Linked DNA regions of Mus musculus: region 1 is linked to region 2. Evidence: chromatin contacts called from public Hi-C data. All regions are on one chromosome and are shown on one strand. Each heading gives the region's core, a stretch centred on a gene start, on an enhancer-like site or on the middle of the called end of the contact. The rest is flanking DNA. Distances are from core to core; before and after follow the strand shown.

Evidence for each region. A called contact is a pair of places that touch in the nucleus more often than the background predicts.
Region 1: a contact with region 2 is called in a Hi-C map of the G1E-ER4 cell line, with 2.5 times the contacts expected there. The contact joins two enhancer-like sites. A contact is called at or near these places in 5 of 39 promoter capture datasets (the 3T3-L1 cell line, hippocampal neurons, liver and 1 more), 7 of 484 Hi-C or Micro-C datasets (the G1E-ER4 cell line, Sertoli cells and liver) and 4 of 115 datasets of contacts at active chromatin or transcription factors (bone marrow-derived macrophages, embryonic stem cells and liver).

What each region holds. Positions count from the first base shown.
Region 1 is chr1:35,837,849-35,843,750 of GRCm38.p6, forward strand. No RefSeq gene overlaps it. Among named protein-coding and RNA genes, the nearest start is that of 1110002O04Rik, 29 kb to the right of the region's middle. Within about 2 kb of position 2,938, at least 12 of the 459 cell types and tissues checked have an H3K27ac peak or open chromatin away from gene starts, as enhancers often do. A contact at or near this core is called in the G1E-ER4 cell line, where this site is marked.
Region 2 is chr1:35,751,398-35,756,717 of GRCm38.p6, forward strand. No RefSeq gene overlaps it. Among named protein-coding and RNA genes, the nearest start is that of Gm25634, 7.5 kb to the right of the region's middle. Within about 2 kb of position 2,939, at least 3 of the 459 cell types and tissues checked have an H3K27ac peak or open chromatin away from gene starts, as enhancers often do. A contact at or near this core is called in the G1E-ER4 cell line, where this site is marked.

The sequences.
Region 1 (5,902 bases), core at 1,688-4,187, 86 kb after region 2:
GGAATTCCTTTGCTGTTCTTGTCTATTTTATGTTCTGTGGGCTTCCTGTGTCTGTGTGGATATGTCTTTCTTCAGTTTTCCAAAGTTTTCTTCTATTATTATTTTGTTGAAGAGTTGGTCTATGCTATTGACTTGGATTTGTCTCCTTTATCTATGCCTATAATAGATAGGTTAGGTTTTCTGATCCTGGCAAGTAGTCCCTTCCTTGTGCTTTTTTTTTTTTTTTTCAGATTATTTTCTTATATGGTCTGCTTCCTCTACTTTATATTCAAGTCCTGATAGTCTAACTTCTACTTGATCCACTCTGCTTGTAGGCCATGCCCTTGAGTTTCCTACTGGAGTATTCTGTTTTTCAAGTCCATCTTCATTTCAGCATGAGTCCTTTCCAGCATTTCTCTTTAGTGAATTTAGATTTCAAATCCTGAAAGGTTTTCATCATTTTCCTCAGCATCTCAGTTGTATTTTTTTAGACAACACTCAGACATTCCATGTTATTCTCTTAAAATTCGATGAAATGTCTATTTGTGTCTTCTTTAGACTTGAATTCTTTGATAAAATTTATGATCTCTTAAATTGTGTATTCTCTGATTCATCGAGGTAATTCTCATTAGAAGGCATTTCGATAGGACTATTTATTGGGTTTGATGGTATAAATGCTACCTTGGTCATTCATCTTGACTTTGCTTTCATGATGTGTCTTGGGTGTGTGGACTTTTTCCCTTGGCCGTATGTCTAATGTAAGAGTCTGTCTGCTTTAGATTGGCCCTGTGTAGGATCTGTGTGACCAGAGCTGGGCCAGGTAGGCTGATGCATGTGCTGTTTGGTTGGATCTAGGTCTGTGAGTAAGAAATGGGTTGGCAGGGTTGATGGAAGAGGGGAGTGGCTGAGAATCAAGCAAAAACAAAGGCAGCTCACAGCCTTGGTCTGGAGCTAGGCTTGTGGGTATGGAGATCTCCACTGTGTGCCTCGTTGCCCACCACAAAGGCCACACGACATCTGTCACAGCCTACTTACAATCCCGTCCCTGTGTGCTTCTTTGGGGTATTATAATGTATTCACCAGTCCATTAGCCTTTGGGCAATGTTGTTCCCACACTTATGAGGTCAACTCCATTCATAGAGGAGGCATACCACCCTGTACCACATAGAGGATTTTATCCACTGGAATCCACTGGCACTGCACTCTCACATGCTTGGTGTTAGCTGCAGATTCTAGCAGCTATTTCAGGCAGCAAGTATCTCTTTCCTATCACATGCTGTACCACTTGGGGAACTATAGCTTTATTGTGATTGTTCTCTCTCTCTCTCTCTCTCTCTCTCTCTCTCTCTCTCTCTCTCTCTCTCTCATATATGAGTGCTTCACTCACTTGAGATCAGCCTCATTTTCATGTCTTATGATCCATCACAGGGGTCATGCACCTGATTCTCGCAACTCACCTTTGATTCCGTTCATCTCTGAGTGTCAAGTAGGTTGTGTGACTTTTCCTGGGGAGATCTGAACAAGGCTATTCAACCTGGATAGAACGCAGATGATAGACCCGGGGTGTGAGTGTAGCTTGATGGCCTAGTACATCTATTGAGGTTACTTACAGAAAGTATGGCGGACCTAATGGCAGCTGCATCATGGAAAAGCCCAGGCGATGACTCACAAAAGCTGCATTCCCCAGAGCTCTCTGCACAACTTGCAGGCAACTCTCCTGGAGAGTCTCCTTCTCTAGCAATTCTTGACTGCCTTTATAAGCCTGAAGGGGGCACTTCTGAGTCTCTTGACTTTCTGACCTTCCGGAGCCCTGTGCTTTTCCTCAGTGTGTCTTACCTTTGATGAGCCTCTTTCCTCCGTCCAGGAGGGGGCGCTTCAGTCTAGAAAAAGCAGCTAGAAAACAGCCATGTTTCCAGCATGCCTATATAAATTCCAGTGTCCACTCCCTCTATGCTGACTATTTTATGGGAGGAGAGGTCAGCATGTGGGGGGTGGGGGTGGGGCAGTTAGTGTGTACGCATGAATGTATATGTCATATGACCACATGCAGAAACCAAAGAAGGACACCAAGTGTCTTCCTCCATCCCTCCCTGCCTTAATACCTTGTGACAGGGTCTCTAACTGAACTGGAAGCTGGCCATTTTGGCTAGGCTGACTAGCCATCGAGATAATGGGATCTCCCCATGTCTACCACTGAACAGTGGGGTCACAGGCAAGGGATGGTTAGTGTTTAATTGTCAGCTTGACAAAAATCTGGCTTCAGCCAGGATATGAGCCTCTGAGCATGCCTATGAGAGATTATCTTGATTACTTTCGTGTGGGAACGTCTGCCCACTGTGATTGAATGACACCATTCCCTGACTGGGATCTTAAAGTGTCTAAATGGAAGATGGAATTGAGTAGAGGCCATTCATTTTTTTCTCCTTCTTTTAACTGTATATATAATGTTACCAGCCACTTCAAGGTGCTGATGTCTTGATTTCTCCATTAAGGTGGACTATGGACAAAAATAAGCCCTTCTTCAAGCTTCTTTGGTTCGAGTGTGTTTTATCACAACAAACTTTATTTTAAAGTGTAATACAAGGAACGTGCAGCTATGTGTGATTTTTTTTAAGTTGGGGCTGGATTTTAATTCAGGTGCTTCTTTTGCTATGCAAGTGCTCTTAACCCACTGAACCAACTCCTAACTCCCAGCTCCCAGCTCCCAGCTCCCAGCTCCCAGCTCCCAGCTCCCAGCTCCCAGCTCCCAGCTCCCAGCTCCCAGCTCCCAGCTCCCAGCTCCCAGCTCCCAGCTCCCAGCTCCCAGCTCCCAGCTCCCAGCTCCCAGCTCCCAGCTCCCAGCTCCCAGCTCCCAGCTCCCAGCTCCCTCTGTACTTCTGTCTTTCTATGGGTGCATTTTGAAAACTACAGAGTCCTCGTGACAGATGAATAAAACAACCCTGCCATAGTAAGTCCTAATTTCTGGGTTCTCTAAACAGAAGCTCATACACACAGGGTTCCTGAACTCAGAAAGATTTACAGCATAGAGGCTTACCTTGGCTCCAAGGTCTGGAAGTTGAAGAATATGATCAAGGTCACTAAGGAAGAAAGAAGTGCAGTAGGCATGCACAGTGGGCATGCGTAGTAGGCCTGAACAGTAGGCATGTGCAGTGTGCTTACACATTAAGCATATGCAGTGGGCTCCTACAATAGGCATGTGAGGCAGGCACCCACAGAAGCAGCAAAGCAGGAGGGGCAGGCTTGCATTGCAATAACTAGATCCACCATAACTAACTCATTCTTATGAGAACATCACGGTGCTTAGGAGATGCCCCAAGATATAATCACCACTCCTCAAGGTTCTTACTTCCCAGTACTACCACAAAGGAGACAAATTCAACTTGAGCCTGGGAATATTAAAAAAAAAAAATGTCAGTGATGAACTGGTTTTGCAGATGAGTGTAAAGTCATGCTGGTAAGAGGAGAGAACTAGGGTTTCTGCATGTGATCACAGGGTCCCTACCAAAAAAAAAGGTGTCAGAAGAATACAACAATGGAGGTATGCAGAAGTTGGGGTGGCATGGTCCCATGGGTATAGGAGTGTCAGAAGGTCCAAAATAAGGTGCCACTGCTAAACCTCCAGGAGGGAAAAGCTGTGTTCCTGTGATCTAGGTCGAGTACCACCAACTTCCTGGCATAAGCTCATGAGAGCACCACTGTAGGTCACGTTTCCTACCAGGAGTGGGGTGTCCATGTTTCACACTCACAGAGCATCCCTGGACCCTAACAGAGTAGCTTAGGAAGAGTTGGTGGAGCCACAGGAGAACCAGGCTGTTGAGACAGTCCAGTGAGCTGGTGTGGGGCTTTCTTCCCAAACAGGCTTGTAGCCCTGTTCTCTTCCATGCTGACAGAGTGACTAGGGGAGGTGCAACAGGGGAAGAGGGAGAGGTTTCCCAAACAGTGGAGTAACTACCACATAGTGGCCTTCCAGAATAGCTAAGGGGTGGGGTGTGGAGAGCTCACCTAGTGGGACAGAAGTCCTTGCATTATGTTAATACACAAATGTTATGTAAATACACACGCCCAAGGGCAGAGCACCAAGAATGATCTGTTTTTACCCAATCGGCTTTTGCCTCCAGTACTATGCATGAGAGAGTATTTACTGGATGCTTGTGTATTCTAGGGGAGAGTTAGCCATACTTGAATAAGCAAAACAAACTCCTGACTTGGAGTGACCCTGAGTGTCATGGGGAGATTTGAGTCACCTGCGCCTGTCACAGGCTGAGTTCTTGATGGGGAAAGAGAGCCTAATTCTGGGTGCCCAGAATCCTCACATCACCCCTGAGGGATCTGCTTTTATTATCCCAATGTTTGGGTGGAGAAAACTGAGACCACCAAAGAATGGTCATTCATCATAACCTAGCCATACCCAGACAATTCAGAGAGACCTCACAGGATCCTGGCCTCCATTATGAGAACAAGCAGGGACAGGACAGCATGTTATACATGGGCAAACTGAGGTCTCAAGAAGTAAAGATGAATAAAACAACTGTGAAACAAGTTCATCAACTGTGAGCGAGACTTAAATCTTGTGACCTTGACCCTAGAAACAAAAAGAAAAGCAAGATGCTGGAGAGACACAAGGGATCATCTTTGGTGGGTCAGGGATGCAAAGATCATCTCTGTGGGCCAGGGTTGGTCCTCCTGGTGAGCTATGGGCATGTATTGGACTTCTTGCCTGTCCAGACAAGGACAGTGCTTGAAATTTAAGAAAGTGGAAGAGAAGTTTCTTCTTAAGGAAATGTCATTAGTCATAGTGATCAGAGACTAAGGGCTAGCAGCTTCCTTTCAAAGGGACATAGAAATATAGAGAAGGATTTCAGCAGATGAAGTATATCCTGTACACGGCTATGAATCTGACTTCAGTCCCCAGGGCCCACATTAAAAAAAAAAAGAAGAGTCTGGCGCTGTGTCTGTACACATACATGTGATGTCAGTGATGTGGAGTTGGGGTGTGGGGGAGAGACAGGCAGATCCCTAGAACTCACTGGCCACCTAGCCTAGCCCAATCAGTGAGCGCCAGGCCAAGCAGAGAACCTATCTCAAAACGCAAGGTGTACATCTCCTGATAAGATTGCTCAGGTCTCCATATAGACTGTGCTAAGGTTCTCTAAAGGGGCAGAGATGATAGAATGCATACAAACATTCATACATTTGTACTTACTAAAGGGGGATTTATTAAGGTGGCTTACAGGCTATGGATGAAGTATCCCAACAGTGGCTGTCTCCAGATGGACAGGGACCAAACATCTGGTAGTTGTTTGGTCCATGAGCCTGAGTGTCTCAGCAGTTGCAAGCTGATGCTGGAGTCCTGGAAGATTCCTAGATGACTGCCAGTCTTCAGTCTACACTGGAACCCCTAAGAAGCAGGTTCTAACACCAGGAAAGAGTATCCCAGCAGCAGGATAGACCTTGCCCATGAAGGCTAAGAGCAAACTCTTCTTTCTTCTGTGTGCTTTCATGTGGACTGTCAACCAGAAAGTGTAGTCCAGGTTTAGGGTGGGCCTTCCCATATCAAATTATCCAATCAAGAAAATTCCTCGTGGGCATGCCCAGCTGCTTGGGTTTTAGTTGATTCCAGATGTGGTCAAGTTGACAACCGAGATTAGCCATCACATGTGCACAGCCACAAGAGATGGTGAAGGGCTGCAAAATGTCTCACTCGAAATGGCTTACCGCTGTGTAAGCGTAAGGACCCAAGTTAGGACGGTCAGCTTCTATGTAAAAAGACAAATGGACTCTGATAAGTCACACACATTCAGTGGGCTTGGATGAGTCTGGGAGGCTTCTTTCTTATTGCCTCAGGGGACAGATATTCCTGTGTGGGTGTCTTCAGAGAACTCACCCTGAAATTCACATCTGCATCGAGCCAGCTTGGAGACAA
Region 2 (5,320 bases), core at 1,689-4,188:
GTCCATTATCATCATGGTGGGCAGCACGGTGACAAGCAGACAGACATGGAGCTGGAAAAACAGCGGAGATTTCTACATCAGGACCTCAGGTAAGAGGAAGACAGAGCCACTGGGCCTTGCTTGAGCTTCTGAAACCTCACAGCCCACCCCAGTGACACACTTTCTACAACAACGCCACACCTCCAGTCTTTCTAATCCTTTCAAATAGTCTTCCTCCCCGGTATCCAAGCATTCTAACATATGAGTCTGTGTGGTCATTCTCATTCAAACCATCACAGTGTGTAAAAAAAACAACTAAAGAAACAAAATGACCATACATTTTAGAAAGAGCAAAGGAGGAAATGATTTGAAGGAGGAATAAAATGAGGGAAATGATGTAATTATATTAATTTCAATAAATAATATATGTAATATATTATATATAAAATATGCATTACATATTATATATGATGTATAATATGCAGAATTATATATATACATATATATATATATATATATATATATATATATATATATATATAAAACAAAAGAGAAAAGAAAGAGAGAAAAAAAACTTTGCAGCAACCCTTTGTGAAGAGACTTGAGAGCCACCACAGGTCTATATGACGAATACTAAGACACTCACCTCTGACTCTGCTTTACGCAGCTCACGCACATGATTAGGTAAAGCCCACTCTTTCCCTAAGTGTTACTCTTTCTCTTAATACCCATGCTTAAAATCTAGATTTAAAAATAATTTTAATAAGACCCAACTCCTCTTCATACTTGCTCACTCTAAAATTCTGTACCAAAGTGAAGAGTGCAGTTCATCCCGAGTAGGGAGTCAGGAAGCACACAGGGAACCCTCCCTAGGCTGCTGCAGGCAGGAGCCACAGCAGGTCACAGGGTGAGAGAAGCTCAGATGAGAATCCCAGCTCTCAGTTCAAAGACAGTAAAGTAATTTATTCTTCCACCACACGGGAGTGACGGTGTCCCAGAAATACAGAGGCAGGATACTAAAGTCCCAGATTCCAACACGGTGATGGTTTCATGAAGTTTTGGTCATATCAGAAGAAATGAAGTCATAAGTTAGGTTTAAAAAAAAAAAACCATTGAGGTAATATCAGGTAGGCAGGCGGCTTACAGGAAAGCAGAGAAATCTCTGCCATGAACCTCAGGTGCTATTTGATGATGCTCCCAGCCTTTGGGTTGGTGGGAACTAGGGGGTAAGCTTTAAAAAGGATTTTACTTGATAGCCACAAGATATTAGATCAGAGCGGGCGCCAAATAACTACCTGGGGGACAAAACCAGCCTAAGATAATCTCCTGCGGACTTGCAGCATTCCAACTCTCTCCAGTCTGAGAGATCCTAATCACCTGGTACGTGATATAGACATTTACCAAACACGTAGCTTTTCGGAGTCTGGGGAGTGGCAGTGACAGATGGTTATTGTACATCTAATCTGGAAAAGCCTTACGCAATGGAGGCCCGACCATGGTGCTCGACACAGTACACATGGCCAGAGAGAGCAATTATGGAGGAAGACACTCTCATGGAATAAGAGTGGATGATGGCTTAGAATACTCTGCACCAGCCTACAGGCTTATGCAGGCTTTCATTACTACATATGTGTAGTACATGATTACCTCAGGGGAGTTTCCTTGCCCGGGTGATTGACAGGCCACTTAAATTGACTCACAGAAGGAGACATTGGCACATCTTTGTTCTTAAGAGAAAGCCTTGATTTGATAGCTCCTGGTAGTTCAGGAGCTTGTGTTCCTACCCAGGACCACAGAGAAAACTCAAATTCCCTTATTTTCACCAAGGGTCACTAGTAGGGCAGATTAGAAAATAATTAAATAAAGAAAGAATAAAAATAAGCCTATATGGCAAAACACATGAAACTCAAGAAGAATGAAGACCAAAGTGAGGACACTTTGCCCCTTCTTAGAATTGGGAACAAAACACCCATGGAAGGAGTTACAGAGACAAAGTTTGAAGCTGAGACAAAAGGACGGACCATCTAGAGACTGCCATATCCAGGGATCCATCCCATAATCAGCCTCCAAACGCTGACACCAGTGCATACACTAGCAAGATTTTGCTGATAGGACCCTGATATAGCTGTCCCTAGTGAGACTACGCCAGGGCCTAGGAAACACATAAGTGGATGCTCACAGTCAGCTATTGGATGGATCACAGGGCCCCAATGGAGGAGCTAGAGAAAGTACCCAAGGAGCTAAAGGGATCTGCAACCCTATAGGTGGAACAACATTATGAACTAACCATATGTATCAAAAGATGGCCTAGTCGGCCATCACTGGAAAGAGAGGCCCATTGGACTTGCAAACTTTATATGCCCCAGTACAGGGGAACGCCAGGACCAAAAGGTGGGAGTGGGTGGGTAGGGGAGTGGGGGGGGGAGGGTATGGGGGACTTTTGGGATAGCATTTGAAATGTAAATGAGGAAAATACCTAATTAAAAAAAATAAGCCTTTAATTGCAGTACTCAGGAGGCTAAGACAGGTAAATGTCTATGAAGCCACCCTGATTTACACGGCTGGTTCCAAGCCAGTAAGGGACACATAATGAGACTCTGTCTCAGATAAATAAATAAATAGCCATGTTTTGCTAGTTGGAAATTGTGGGGTAGTAGGCGTGCGGGGGGGGGGGGCTGGATAAAGGGGAGTGGGAGAAGACCTATCCCGCCAGAGTTCTGGTGCTCTGGGCGGGCAGACTTGGAAGGGCTGCCACATGTTTCCCACTCGGCCCCGGGTCGGTATTTGGCTGTATAAAGCCACGGAATCCCAGCTTCGGGGGGGGGGGGGGGGTGGACACGGGACACGACGCAACAAGGGGCAGTCCTTGGTACCAGGTTCTCAGTCTCTGGCATCCCACACTGGATACCGTGGAGCAGCTGAGAACAAATGGGAGTCCCCGGAGGCTCAGCCACCAAGGCCAAAGGGAGGAAAGGGCAGAGGGAGAGGCGGGCGCTGGGTGGTTCCCACATGGGCAATAGTCCTTGGTCTATCTGTGATCTGTGATCTGTGATCTGTGGCTGGAGCACAGGAAGGCCTTCTGGCAGGAGATTAGACACAGCTCCTTAGGGGAAAGCCGATCCCATCGTTCAAGCACAGTGGGCCTTGATCAGCAGAGACAGTCTATGGTTTTAGAGCTTTATTGTAGAAAAGCAGGGAGAAAGAGAGAAGGTAGAAAGAGAGAGAAACTGGCCATGGCCACGTGGAGAGAGTGGGGAAGGGGGAAAGAGAGAGCTAGAAGGAGGGCTAGACATCTCTAAGATGTAAGTAGTAAGAAAGGTGAGAGCTAAAGAGAGCACACGAGGAAGGCACCTGACTCTGGGAACATGGCTTGCTTTTTCGTCCCTTGTAGAATTTTCTACTGGGTCGCTGGAGCAAGCCTCATTCAACCAAAATAGGCTGCCTATCACAGTCCCCCAGGAAATAGCCTTCCTATTATGAACCTCAGCAAAGCCGAATCACCTTCTCTACTTTCCCCGTGGCAGAAGGCCACCCATGATATCTTACCTCTTTTTAAAGGTATTTCAAAGTTCACGAGGCAACCATGGCATGGTCGGGGCCTGGAAGCTAAGTGTGGAGGAGCTGTACTCAGGGATCTTCAAGTCTGATGAATTTTAACTAACAGGAGGCTGGCCCAGCGAGCTCTCTTTCCCAGCCCCTTGCTCACCCCAGTTTCTTATACACTTTGCTAATACCAGGCCTTGGCCTACAAAGTTCCAGTCTCCAGGACCTAACTCACATCCCTCCAGCATAGCCTGGACAATAACTCCCCGAGGACAAGATGCAATGGGATACACCAGGGCACACACCATAGACATCCCCAGGGATATGGAAAGATAACTAGAAGCTGAAATGCTGATTCCTAATACAACCAACATTCCAAATGGCTTTTTTATGTTTTATTTCCATTTTTATAAAACCTTGAAGGCTTTTGATATTCCTATTTAAATAAGAAAGCATATAATTATTATGGGTCTAATATGGAAAAGTCTTAGGCAACAGGGACCCTTCCATGGCTTTCTACACAGCAGCAGATGATCTGCCCTTCTGTACATTTTTTGATTGGCAGGGACTCCACACCTACTGCAGTTCATTGACTTGTGGTGAGTTTTATAATGTACATACATGGTGACTTTGTTGCAGGACAATGTGTAAGGAATACAGGTTGTTGTTGGTTCTGAATGCAAGCTCCTAAGTGGGGGATATTCTAGACCAGGAACACTCTCGTGAGTAGTGTTAATTGGTAACCCAACTTTAAGTGTTAAAGTCACTTACGAGACAAGCTTGCAAGGCATGCCAGGGATGGTTGTTTAGCCTATGTTGATAAGGTAGACACTTGGACTGACAATGGAGGACACAACCTGAGGGCAGTGGCATTGATTGCTCTGTGTAGAGAGAATCTCTTGTACACAAGATTAGAAGCTGGGACATTGGACTTCTGGGATTGAGTCAGGCACAGGAAAGATTCACACTGAACTCTGAGGAAGACTTTCAAACCAAAGAGAGGTAATTAGCCACATGGCCTGTCTTAGACTAGTTTAAATGAATTCATTGAGTTATGTGCTTGCAAAAATGAGCCGAAGCTATTGGCCTAAGCATTTATTCATACATAGGAAGTCTCAGAGTCATTATTTCAGGGAACTTCGGCACATGTGGAAAAGCCCACCCACAGTCACAGCTCTGTTTTCTGATTGTAGCCAGCTGCTTCAAACTACTGCTGGAAAACTTGCCCACCATCAAAAATTCAGGTGACAGCAGATGCTGGCGAGGATGTGGAGAAGGAGGAACACTCCTCCATTGTTGGTGGGATTGCAAGTTTGTACAACCACTCTGGAAATCAGTCTGGCAGTTCCTCAGCAAATTGGACATAGTACTACTGGAGGATCCTGCAATACCTCTCCTGGGCATATATCCAGAAGATGTTCCAACTGGTAATAAGGACACATGCTCCACTATGTTCATAGCAGCCTTATTTATAATAACCAGAGCTGGAAAGAACCCAGATGCCCCTCAACAGAGGAATGGATACAGAAAATGTGGTACATTTACACAATGGAGTACTATTCAGCTGTTAAAAACAATGAATTTATGAAATTTCTAGACAAATGGATGGATCTGGAGGATATCATCCTGAGTGAGGTAACCCAATCACAAAAGACGTCACTAGATATGCACTCACTGATAAGTGGATATTAGCCCAGAAACTTAGAATACCCAAGATACAATTTGCAAGACACATGAAACTCAAGAAGAACAAAGACCAAAGTGAGGACACTTTGCCCCTTCTTAGAATTGGGAACAA